Linked DNA regions of Bombyx mori: region 2 is linked to region 1. A link is a contact called in public Hi-C data. All regions are on one chromosome and are shown on one strand. The core of a region is the stretch at or near the end of the contact, and the rest is flanking DNA. Distances in the headings are between cores, read along the strand shown. Region 1 overlaps LOC101735945 (probable E3 ubiquitin-protein ligase HERC2). Region 2 overlaps LOC101735945 (probable E3 ubiquitin-protein ligase HERC2).

Region 1 (5,933 bases), core at 2,223-4,722:
TGTGACGTATCTTTTCCTCCATATGCCAATCGAATATACAACAATCACCATCGAATGTTGAAGATATTTAGGAACATGAAAACGATTTAAATGTATATCAGCAGCTTTCTCGATTTATATTTAATAATTCCCTAATTAGCCCTTTTCAATCTGGATTTAGACCAGGCCACAGCACCATTTCCGCGCTTCTGAAAGTGACAGGTGATATCAGGGTGGGCTTGGAAGAATCCAAAATCACTATACTAGTTTTGGTTGATTTCTCAAACGCGTTTAACACCGTTTGTCACGATATCCTTCTTTCCATCCTCTCTCATCTCAACGTCTCAAAAGGGGCGTTGGATTGGTTCTCTTCCTATCTTCAGGGACGTCAGCAATCTGTTCGTAATGACGAACTCTCATCAAACTGGTGTAATCTTGAATCTGGCGTCCCACAAGGCGGTGTCCTCTCTCCTCTCTTGTTTTCAATTTTTATAAATTTTCTCACCCCTGAGCTACGGTGTGCATTTCATCTTTACGCCGATGATCTACAACTGTACGCACAAACCGATGTTGATCACATATCGGATGCTATTACCAAACTAAACAATGATTTAAAATCAATCAAAAATTGGTCCGATAGGTTTGGTCTGGCGGTGAATCGTACCAAATGCCAAGCGTTAATTGTTGGTAGCCATCGAAATATGAGTAAGATCAGTAATTTTAAGCTGCCGCCTGTTGTTTTCAATGACATAATCATCCCCTTTAGCCGAAACGTGAAAAATCTTGGATTACACATTGACACTACACTTGGTTGGAGAGCGCAAATAACATCCATTAGTCAAAAAGTCATCAGGACCTTGCGATCTCTCTATCGGCAAAAAAATATGCTACCATTGAATGTAAAGGCCATGCTTGTGCAGACTTTAATTTTCCCTATGGTAGACTACGGTGATGTGTGCTACTATGACCTGAATGCAGATCTCCTCAACAAACTAGACCGCCTTCTCAATAATTGCATTCGATTCGTTTTCAATCTTAGAAAATATGACCATGTGTCCGCGCATCGAACTCGTCTGAAATGGTTACCGATCCGTCAGCGTAGAGAGGAGAGAGCGCTTACTACCTTGTTTTCTCTTTTGGACTCTGCCTCTTCACCCTCTTACTTAAAATCGCATTTTAAATACTTGAACGCAAGCCATGACAAAATTCTACGTTCTTCACATAATCGTCTCTTACAATGTCCTATCCATCGCTCAGATTTTTTACATTCTTCTTTCTTTGTACAGTCCATAATATTATGGAATTCGCTTCCCAAAGAAATCAGGATGATCAGCAATCGCTTTACTTTTAAACTCAAAGTTCGCGAACACATCCACAAAAAACTGGAAGAATCATCTCCAAACTAGTTTATTTCATTTTTCAATTATTATTATTATATTATATATATATATATATATTTACTTTTAGCCATTCTTAACTATAATACTAAATTGTGTATTTTCATGTGTATATTATTGTGTGTAATTATGTGTATGTATGTATTTTACTATTTTATACATAGGTATATTGAATTGTAGTATGTGTATTCTATAATACTGAGATATTATTTTAAGGAAGATTTTTGTTTTGAGTTTGTTCTTTTTTTTTGTTTTGTTGTTGTTGTTTGTCATTCTTTTGTCAATGCACCTACCATGCATTATCTCTGCACCACCCTATGGTCGACTGGAAGAGAATGCCCATGGCATTAAGTCCGCCTGTGTACAAGTTTTGTTTTGTGCATAAAGTATAAATAAATAAAAATAAATATATCAGAGGTATATAATTAATGATTTTTTTTGCCCTTGTAGGCAGACGATCATACGGCCCACCTGATGGTGAGTGGTTACCGTCGCCCATGGACTTCAGCAATGCCAGGGGCAGAGCCAAGCCGCTGCTCACCGCAAACTTAAACCAAACAGCCTTTCACCCCTCGATATAATTAATTATATGCTTAATGCTATTATATGCTTAACTAAATAAATAATACAATTGTCTCTTTCAGGGTAAAAGAGTGACGAAAGTGGCATGCGGTAGTGCTCACACCGTGGCACTCTGCGTAGAAGCGCCTCGGGCTCCCAGAGCCCCGCCCCCGCCGCCGCTCGAGTGTCACCTGCTCAGAGATCTATCGACGCAACTCATATGCAATCGACTGGTGAGCTCTCATGGCTTTTTTTTTTTTTTTTATTGCATTTGTAGGTAGACGAGCATACGGCCCACTTGATGGTAAGTGGTTACCGTCGCACACTACTCTTGTTTGTAGAATATAGAATCCTCAGATCAAAAAAAGGTTTTTAAATATAATTTAGTTTAACAAAAGTAGAGATAATTTGAAAACAAAAATAAATTTCGCTCGTAGTGCTATAATTCGATACGAAATAATCGAGTGTCTCGATAACGGTGATGATATGACAAATAATATAATGAACCAATTCAACAAACAGTATTGAAAGATTTTGACTTATTGTTTTGAACTTTTTAACGTTACCTTGATTTTGATCCTATAAATGTTTTTCTGAATTTGACGGTATATTAAAAATATCTTTACTTTCAGGTTTTATTGCATCAGTTTTCTGAGCTGATATGCCCGAACCTGTCGTTATTGATCTTGGAAGGACCTCTGGATGCTCTCAGGAATTTGCTGTTCCACAGCGTCAAAGAAGCTGCATTTAGAAAGGTTTATAAAGAAAATATGTATTTTAAACATTAGATTACAATACTATAATAGAGGATTTAATATTTTCAAATTTGAATGAAGTAGATAAACAGATGAGATAATGGTCAACCCGATATTAGCAGTTACCGAACCCTGTAGACGCCCCAGTTCCAGTATAAATGCTGCCGATAATTCGAGACGAACTTTTAATTTTTATGTAAATATGAAATGATATTTTGATTTTGAAAAAAGGCGACTTAGTTGACGTCGAAAGATATACGGGATGTAAGATATGCGTTTTGGAAGCTAAAACAGTATTAAACTACAAATCAATCAAAATGGAAGATCAGTTACTAAACCAAACACTATGTTCGATACTGAGAAACTTACCCGTCAGCTTAGTTTATAATGTTATCAATTTTTTTAATTTTTTTTTATTTCTTAGATGGGTGAACGAGCTCACAGCCCCCTGATTTAAGTGGTTACTGAAGCCCATAGACATCTACGACGCAAATGCACCACCCAACTTGAGATATAAGTTCTAAGGTCTCAAGTATAGTTACAACGGCTGCCCCACCCTTCAAACCGAAACGCATTACTGCTTCACGGCAGAAATAGGCAGGGTGGTGGTACCTACCCGTGCGGACTCAACAGGTCCTACCACCAGTAAAAAACCATGTGTTGCAGGCGATAATGGCTACAATGCTACGCGAGCGGCAGCACGGGCCCGTGGTGGAGCTGTCCCGCGTGGCGGCGCGGCGCTCCCGCAAGGGCGGCGCGGGGCTGGCGGGCGCGGCCGGCATGCGCTCCGTGTTCGGGCAGATGGTGGCGCGCCTGCCCACCTTCCCGCACGACGCGCTCACCCTCCCGCACCGCGTCTGGAAGGTCAAGTTTGTAGGTCAGTCTGCAAGCGTCACATAACAGTTAGTTATATAGATTACTTTTTTGTTACTCATAGACAGGGTTATTGTACCACATTGTTGGCACAACTCTACGTATTTCAGCTGCAGCGAAGCAGTGATGCATGCTCACTGAGTTTCTCGCCGGATCTTGTCATAAAAAACAATTTAACTGTTTTTAAATTTTTAAATAAACTACTACTAATAGAATAAGAACTGTCTGATGAACTCATCTTTGTTTAATACTTCACTATTAAATTTTATTGCCTTTTGTTTATTTTACTTTTACACTAAACACAATATTGCAAATTACCCGAGCACAACAATGGCGGAGAATTTTAGGTGCGTGAGAGCAGACGTAGATACTAACGCGCACTTATCAGTACCCAGGGAGGAAAAGTTAGACTTTCTTCCCTGTACAGCGGGAGGAAAACCGATCGGCGTCGGTAGGAGAAAAAAAAATAGTGATGCACTTAGGCTTAAAAAGTGGAACAGCCTTTTACAATAGAACTGAGACTTCGACCATATTTCTCAAGATGGTTGTTGACATTAAATCTAAGCTCCGATAACCGTTTAACTCCAAGAGGACCGTAAGCTCATGAAAACAAAAAAAAAACATTTTTGTTAAGTAGCCTTATTGTATGATCTTAATTTATCAACTATCATAACAGGGGAAAGTGTTGATGACTGTGGTGGAGGGTACAGCGAGAGCATTGCCGAGATGTGCGAAGAACTTCAGAACGGTTCGCTGCCGCTGTTAATGGCGACGCCGAATGGACGCGGAGACGCCGGCGCCTCCAGGGATGCCTTCTTACTGAACCCAACTGCCAATACGCCTCTTCACCTGCACTGCTTTAGGTTCCTGGGTAAATGTTAAAAACATAACTTTACTGTCTCACACTCTACCAACTATCAACATATTTTAGATCTTAAAATTATAAACTTAAGAGCTATATCTCCTTTCAAAATTACCATTTGATTATGTGACCTATAAAATTAATTATTCAACCAACAAGGCCGTAGTTTATTATTCACCTAGACGTCATTCGTAAAAATGTTAGGTTTTTAATTAATTTAAAGAAATTGTTAATCAGGGTTCCGTAGCATGCTCTCCTTAATCGATATGACTGCATCACTACTATTAGCATAGGAAACGGCTTAAATCAATTAGTTTTATTAATTTTGAATTTCTAATGAAACATTTTGAGCGTGCACTCAGATACAATCCTTATTCTCAGTCTCATATGCATTCTAATAGATAGATTCGTCATTTATTATTAACCAAAATTAAAACTAGGTCTTCTGATGGGCATCGCCATAAGAACTGGTTCGCCGTTGTCATTGTCTCTGGCGGAGGGCGTCTGGCGCCAGTTGGCAGGACAACCGCTGCGTCCACAAGATCTCGCCGAAGTCGACAAAGATTTCCTGCCAGCTCTACTGTGCATCCGAGATATGACTCCGCAAAATAAGGTACATTGTAATGAATGAATGAATGTTTGTGTTTTTTTTTTCTCGAAAGCTCGTGGACTTTTGAGCTCTATATATTTTAAAATAATTTTTATTTTTGAAATCCAAATATAAATAATTTAAAATATTATAAATACACAGGAGCTGCAGAACCTGGAGTTGCCGTTCTCGATACCATCGGCGGCTGGGCATGAAGTACCCCTGTCTACTCGACATAAGAGGGTCACCCCTGACAATAAAGAGGAATATGTGCAGTTAGCATTGCATTACAGGTAACGTACTTTGCTTCAATTAGTCTACACGTATGTTAAGATACGATTAGCTATGATTGTATTTTGGTAGTGAGTACTTGTTTCCGTATCAAATAAACTGAATCTGAAATTCTTTGCAATGTTTTTTTTTGTACAATGCATTGTAGCACAGCAGTAGAGTAGCTAATCGAGACAACGATCTTATCTACGTTAAGATTACAAATCTAACAAAAACATTCGTACACCCTGTATAAGAAAGACATCCAACGACAATTAAATGAAAAAATATTTATGATTAATATGAATGAATAATGAAGGAAAACGGGCACCGTCCTCGCCGAACTCTTCGCTTGCGACGAAAGGCTCGACGAGTAAATTAACCCATAGACACAGCCTACAGAGTTTCTCACCGGATCTTCTCAGTGGATCGCGTTTCCGATCCGGTGGTAGATTCTGCGAAGGACTGCTCTTGCTAGGGCCAGTGTTAGCAATATTCCCGGTTTAAGCACCGTGAGCTCACTTACTAGCTCGGTGAATCTAGAATAACCCCTCGAGGGTACTAAAATAGGTAGAAAAAAAAGAATTCTTAAATGTCCAATATTAAGATATTTATCGTAGCATGGTTCTCTTTATCAGGCTCCATGA
Region 2 (5,933 bases), core at 1,626-4,125, 49 kb before region 1:
CTGTCGATTGCACCTATAATTGACATCTGCCATGAACTTTTGTCAATTGTTCAATGTTTTGTATCGATGATTACTTTGTTGGTACAACTTAATAAAGAAATAAACGTTTGCAATATTATTAAAATACCGATGAGCGTTTAACTGTTCAGATATTAGCAATCTACCGACGACGAATACAGACTTCTGATAGTATCAAGTTATAAAGAACACGTCCGTCTGTACACATGCAGGTTATTGTTCTGTGAGGCGATGTGGTGTCGCGGCGGCCGCAGCTCGCGCGGCGGAGTCCGCTCGCTCCTGAACCAATACACGGTTCTACTGTCCGAGCACGTACAGTCGACGCTGAGCTCGTTCTCGCGAGCCGTGCACGGCGCCGACAATACCCAGCTCGTGGCTCTGTGTGATCTGCTAGCTTCTGACATTGTCGGTGAGTTGTTAGTGTATGAGTAACAAAAACCATCTATTGTTATAGTGTATAAGTTGTCTTTTTATATTTCCGTTTACAAGAATAATAGTAGAAAAACTATTAAAATTTTTAATAGTTTACTATTAAACTTTACACTTTAAACTACTATTATAAAAACTATTAAAATTTTTAATACTGTATGAACTATTATATGTATTTATGTGTGTATGTATGTATTTGTGTATGTATGTATGTATATGTATATATGATTGTGTATATATGTGTGTATATTCTTTTTTTGTGTATTTATTTGTAACTTAATTTAAATTTCATTGCACCTACCACTATTTACTCTGCACTACCTTAGTTGACTGGTAGAGAAAGGCTTAGGTATTAAGTCCGCCAATGTAAATTTTATATGAAGTGTAATAAATAAAGTAACAGACTAATTATATCACAAAGCTCAAACTTTGTTTACTTATCATTTTCCTTCAGTTTTTCATAAATTACTAGTGTACGCTATTTAAACTGTTTTCTTTATTTACTTAATCATTTCATATTATACCAATTCACAGTACTGATTATTTATAGATTAAATTAAGGTTAAATTTGTACCTATAGAATCTAAATTAAGAAAATAAATCTCTTCATTACCCTAGAGGAATAACTAGTCAGGTCATAAGTATTGTCACATAGTAAAAACTTTTCTTTTAGAATGCTGGCCACAAAAACAGTTTCTTGAATTCGAATTTCGAATTGTTCATGAAAATAAAAATGTATACTTTTAAAATTTTACTCATTTTTAAATATGGAGTGGACGCTTAAAGAAGACCGTGTTGCAGTTATTGCGTTGCATCGTTGCGGTAACGCGCCAATTCAAATTTTTAACATACTGAAAAAATTTTATATAACCAAAAGATTCGTTTATCGTACCATCAAACGATACAATGAAGACACTAGGTCAAGAAGAGGTCGCCCTCGGTCTGTTAGGACTCCAGCAGTGATAAAAGCTGTGAAGGCGCGAATTCAAAGAAATCCCAAACGTAAGCAGAAACTGTTGGCCCTTCAGATGGGGTTAAGCAGAACCACGGTGAAAAGGGTGTTAAATGAAGACTTAGGGCTTCGGGCATATCGAAGAAAAACAGGACATCGTTTGAATGCTCGTCTAATGGACCTGAGACTGAAGAGATGCCGCGCTTTGTTGAAGCGGTACGCGGGAAAAAAATATCAGGAAATTCTTTTTTCGGATGAAAAATTTTTTACCGTAGAAGAGAGCTACAACAAACAAAATGATAAGGTGTACGCACACAGTAGTGAAGAAGCGAGCAACCGTATTCCGCGTGTCCAACGAGGTCATTTTCCATCCTCGCTCATGGTATGGTTGGGAGTTTCTTATTGGGGCTTAACAGAGGTGGTACATTTTTGTGAGAAAGGTGTAAAAACGAATGCAGTTGTGTATCAAAATACAGTCCTGACGAACCTTGTGGAACCTGTTTCTCATACCATGTTCAATAACAGGCACTGGGTATTCCAACAAGATTCGGCGCCAGCTCATAGAGCGAAGAGCACACAAGACTGGCTGGCGGCGCGTGAAATCGACTTCATCCGGCACGAAGACTGGCCCTCCTCCAGTCCAGATTTGAATCCGTTAGATTACAAGATATGGCAACACTTGGAGTAAAAGGCGTGCTCAAAGCCTCATCCCAATTTGGAGTCACTCAAGACATCCTTGATTAAGGCAGCCGCCGATATTGACATGGACCTCGTTCCTGCTGCGATAGACGACTGGTCGCGCAGATTGAAGGCCTGTATTCAAAATCACGGAGGTCATTTTGAATAAACTTTAGTGTCATAAGAATCTATGTTTTGTTAAGTTCATTTTGGTATATGAATGGTTACACAATGAATAAACTTGTTTCAATTATTTTACATTAAACATGTGACAGAATTTATGACCTGACTAGGTATATTGTATTCTACATCGTACCGATAGCCCGCCAATATCCTTTACAAACTCAGAAACAGACTAGAGATATGTCAATTTTTTTTTCTGGAGGGACAGTTGTAGGATCGTTATTGTAGGGGAATGATACCCCGCCCCGCTTAGCTGCTTACTATGCAGTTATAGTAATGAGCAGCATACGTTAGTCAGTCAGTGGTTAACGTGCAGCGATCCACCGCGGTCGCTGACGCGTGTAAAACATGCAATTATACTCAGTGTGTTATTGACCACTCTGATGAGGTTTCCGGAGGAGAGCGCACAGTAAACCCTCAACACTGACAAAACCTCACATTCTAAAGTGGGTGGCAGCACCTAACACTGGATATAGTTAGGATAGTAACAAAACAAGTTTTTAAACTAATCATGTTGCAGGTCGCGTTGTGACGGAGTTGAGCGCATGGATATGTGCTTGTTCGGCGCGGTCCGCACACGCGCTGTCCGACTGCGCGGGCTCGCTCGTGAGGATAGCGCGCGCGTGCGACGAGGCGGCCCGCGCGTTACCCTCGTCCGCGAAGCTAGACGCGGACCTGCTGGGCTGGCCCGGCCTCGTTTCGAAGAAACACCAGCTGAACAGTAGCGTTATACGCAAGTATGTGTTGTTCTCTTGCGTGTCTGTTTAAACTTTCACTGTCGTCTATTGGATGGTTCGAACTCTATGAATAGTTGTATTTTATAATTATAACACTAGTCATATTGTTACGCTAGTAAAAGTAACGCCATCTGTCATCAAATAGCAGAAACTAACATCAAAAGAACTAGCAAAGTCGAGAACGGTCGAGCTATTATCAAATAGCTAAAACACATCGAAACGTACTCGTACTAACGGTCATATTCTCGATAATTGTGGAGTTGTCGTGTCAACTATAAAAGCGTTGTAGAGATGACATTAAGGCAGTCCCCTTCTGACTGAGCCTTTGCTCGCCCATCTGCCCTGATGAAACTGGAGAGGCCTCCGGGTCACCAGTAATCCCTCAAACATAAAAAACAATGAAGGCAGCTAGTAATCGGCTTACTCGAAGCGAAACGGCAAAAAGAAGTGAATTGCGAATTGTAAAGTGTTCCTTAATTGTTCTAAGAGTTAAATGGACTTTAATTTGTACTTCGGTGAAAGTTTTATTTATCCCGAGCCCCAGCGCGTAACATTAATATCTCGTCTTGTTTACTTTCAGATGCGACTTACAGAATCATATAAAAGACGGCGGTTCGTGGATAATAGTGGCCGGTCACGTTTTCGACGTTGAGAATTTCGATTGCGAGAACGCGAGCACGGTGGAGTTGGTCCGCAAGTTGCGGGGCGGCGACGCGACCGCGGCCCTGAGCGTGGAGCCGCACGCCGCATTCCTAGCGCGGATCACTGAGAAGTGCGTCGGCCTCTATGCAGATCAGATTTATAGTCACAAATGTCATGTTAGTATTCATTATCTAATATTAGGTACCGTAGATTTGGGGGAATCGGTACCCGTTCCAAATCCAAAAAAAAATTTCAATGGTTTTTCTTAGTGTAATATTAATAAAATTGAGATTAAAATGCTTCCGGAGGCTTATTTTTTTTATATACGATGCGTTATTATACATAGTTCATTACAAAAACTGAAAAAACTAGCTTGACCCGATTCACCTTGTCTTTGAGGTGAATCAGGTTTCGTATGGGGACAATAGAGTTTTTCGATAGGGCTGGCACTATTTAGTTGTTAGAAAGGTACCTAACTTTAGGTAATTAACTTTTTAATATCTTTTACAAAACTTTGATGACTAAATTAAACTATTTAATATTCTTAAACACTAAATAAGTTTAACAAAGTTAAATCTAACAACTCAACAAAAGTATTGTGACATCTCAAATTTGTCTCTATTCTAATTTTAGTCTCTATTCCCCCAATCTACAGTATATCAAAAGGTAGTTTCTATTTGGAACATAGATTCGCTCGATTTAATTTAGAAATAAATATATCTCTCCGCGAATAGAAGCCTTCACAACGTGTCTGTAAAATGTTATGATGCTTGATTGATTAGTTAGTTATTTTTTTATTATTACATCTGAACTTAAATGCGAGCAAGTTGAAAGTATGTATTTTGCATTTGCATTTTTAGCTTTTGAATCTATCTCTGACGTATCATATTCCAGGAGAGTACGTCCAGTCTTCGTGCCCATCACATCCTGTCGTCTGTCGCGTTCCACGTCGCGGTGGGGCTGGCGCAGTGCGGCTCGAGGCTGGCGCGGTCGCTGCCCGTGCAGCAGGCGGAGCTCGACGCCGCGCCGTATGCAGCGGCTGTATTCCTGCGCGGGGGAATGCAGGTACTGTTCTCCTTTACTTTTTCGAATATTCTCGAATTTATCGAAACCCCAATCCTGGTCCAATATTAGGCATATAGTGCGTTTCGGGTCAATCCGTAACTGAGAACGTATTTAATCTTTCGAATATTCTCGAAATCCTCGAAACCCCAATCCTGGTCCAACATTAGCCTATAGTGCGTTTCGCATGAATCTGAACCTGAGAACGTATTAATTAATCTTTCGAATATTCTCGAAATCCTCGAAACCCCAATCCTGGTCCAACATTAGCCTATAGTGCGTTTCGCATGAATCCGAACCTGAGAACGTATTAATTAATCTTTCGAATATTCTCGAAATTCTCGAAACCCCAATCCTGGTCCAACATTAGGCATATAGTGCGTTTCGCATGAATCCGAAACTGAGAACGTATTTAATCTTTCGAATATCCTCGAAATTCTGGAAACCCGAATCCTGGTCCAACATTAAGCATATAGTGTGTTTCGCGTGAATCCGAAACAGAACGTATTTAATCTTTTGAATATTCTCGAAATTCTGGAAACCCCAATCCTGGTCCAACATTAGCCTATAGTGCGTTTGGCATGAATCCGAAACTGAGAACGTATTAATTAATCTTTCGAATATTCTCGAAATTCTCGAAACCCCAATCCTGGTCTAACATTAGGCATATAGTGCGCGACGCGTCAATCCGAAACCGAGACCGTAAAAGTTTTAATATGTTGTTACTTTTGTGCTGTTATATTAAACATGTAAGGTGTTTGTTCTGTCCGTTTTTGTTCGCGGTTTTTGTTGGTCACTCACTCAATTTGTTATTGTAATAACAGATTTTTTTATGTACTATTTTTTTTTTTTTTTTTTTTTTTTATTGCCCTTGTAGGCAGACGAGCATACGGCCCACCTGATGGTGAGTGGTTACCGTTGCCCATGGACTTCAGCAATGCCAGGGGCAGAGCCAAGCCGCTGCCTACCGCTTAATACTCTCCACAAGCCTCGTTTGAAGAAGGACATGTCATAGCGCTCGGGAAACACCGTGGAGGGGAGCTCATTCCATAGCCGGATGGTACGTGGCAAAAAAGATCTCTGGAAACGCACTGTGGATGACCGCAGTGGCTCCAGGTAGTACGGATGAACTCTACTCCGGTGGCGGGCGGTGCGATGGTAAAAACGAGATGCCGGTATCATCTCGAACAATTCCTCAGAGCACTCCCCATGGAACATACGGTACAAAATAC

What was found. A called contact is a pair of places that touch in the nucleus more often than the background predicts.
Region 2: a contact with region 1 is called in a Hi-C map of posterior silk gland, with 1.6 times the contacts expected there. The contact joins two enhancer-like sites. A contact is called at or near these places in 3 of 7 Hi-C or Micro-C datasets (posterior silk gland and whole pupa).

What each region holds. Positions count from the first base shown.
Region 1 is chr15:4,685,695-4,691,627 of ASM3026992v2, reverse strand. LOC101735945 (probable E3 ubiquitin-protein ligase HERC2) reads left to right here. Exons shown (of 89, transcript XM_038015651.2): 80 at 2,021-2,170; 81 at 2,570-2,692; 82 at 3,359-3,569; 83 at 4,242-4,436; 84 at 4,868-5,040; 85 at 5,179-5,309; 86 at 5,925-5,933. Among protein-coding and RNA genes, the nearest start is that of Dsclp, 27 kb to the right of the region's middle. Within about 2 kb of position 3,472, at least 3 of the 8 cell types and tissues checked have open chromatin away from gene starts, as enhancers often do.
Region 2 is chr15:4,733,918-4,739,850 of ASM3026992v2, reverse strand. LOC101735945 (probable E3 ubiquitin-protein ligase HERC2) reads left to right here. Exons shown (of 89, transcript XM_038015651.2): 22 at 231-427; 23 at 2,781-2,997; 24 at 3,578-3,815; 25 at 4,534-4,704. Among protein-coding and RNA genes, the nearest start is that of Mir3219, 4.3 kb to the left of the region's middle. Within about 2 kb of position 2,875, at least 3 of the 8 cell types and tissues checked have open chromatin away from gene starts, as enhancers often do.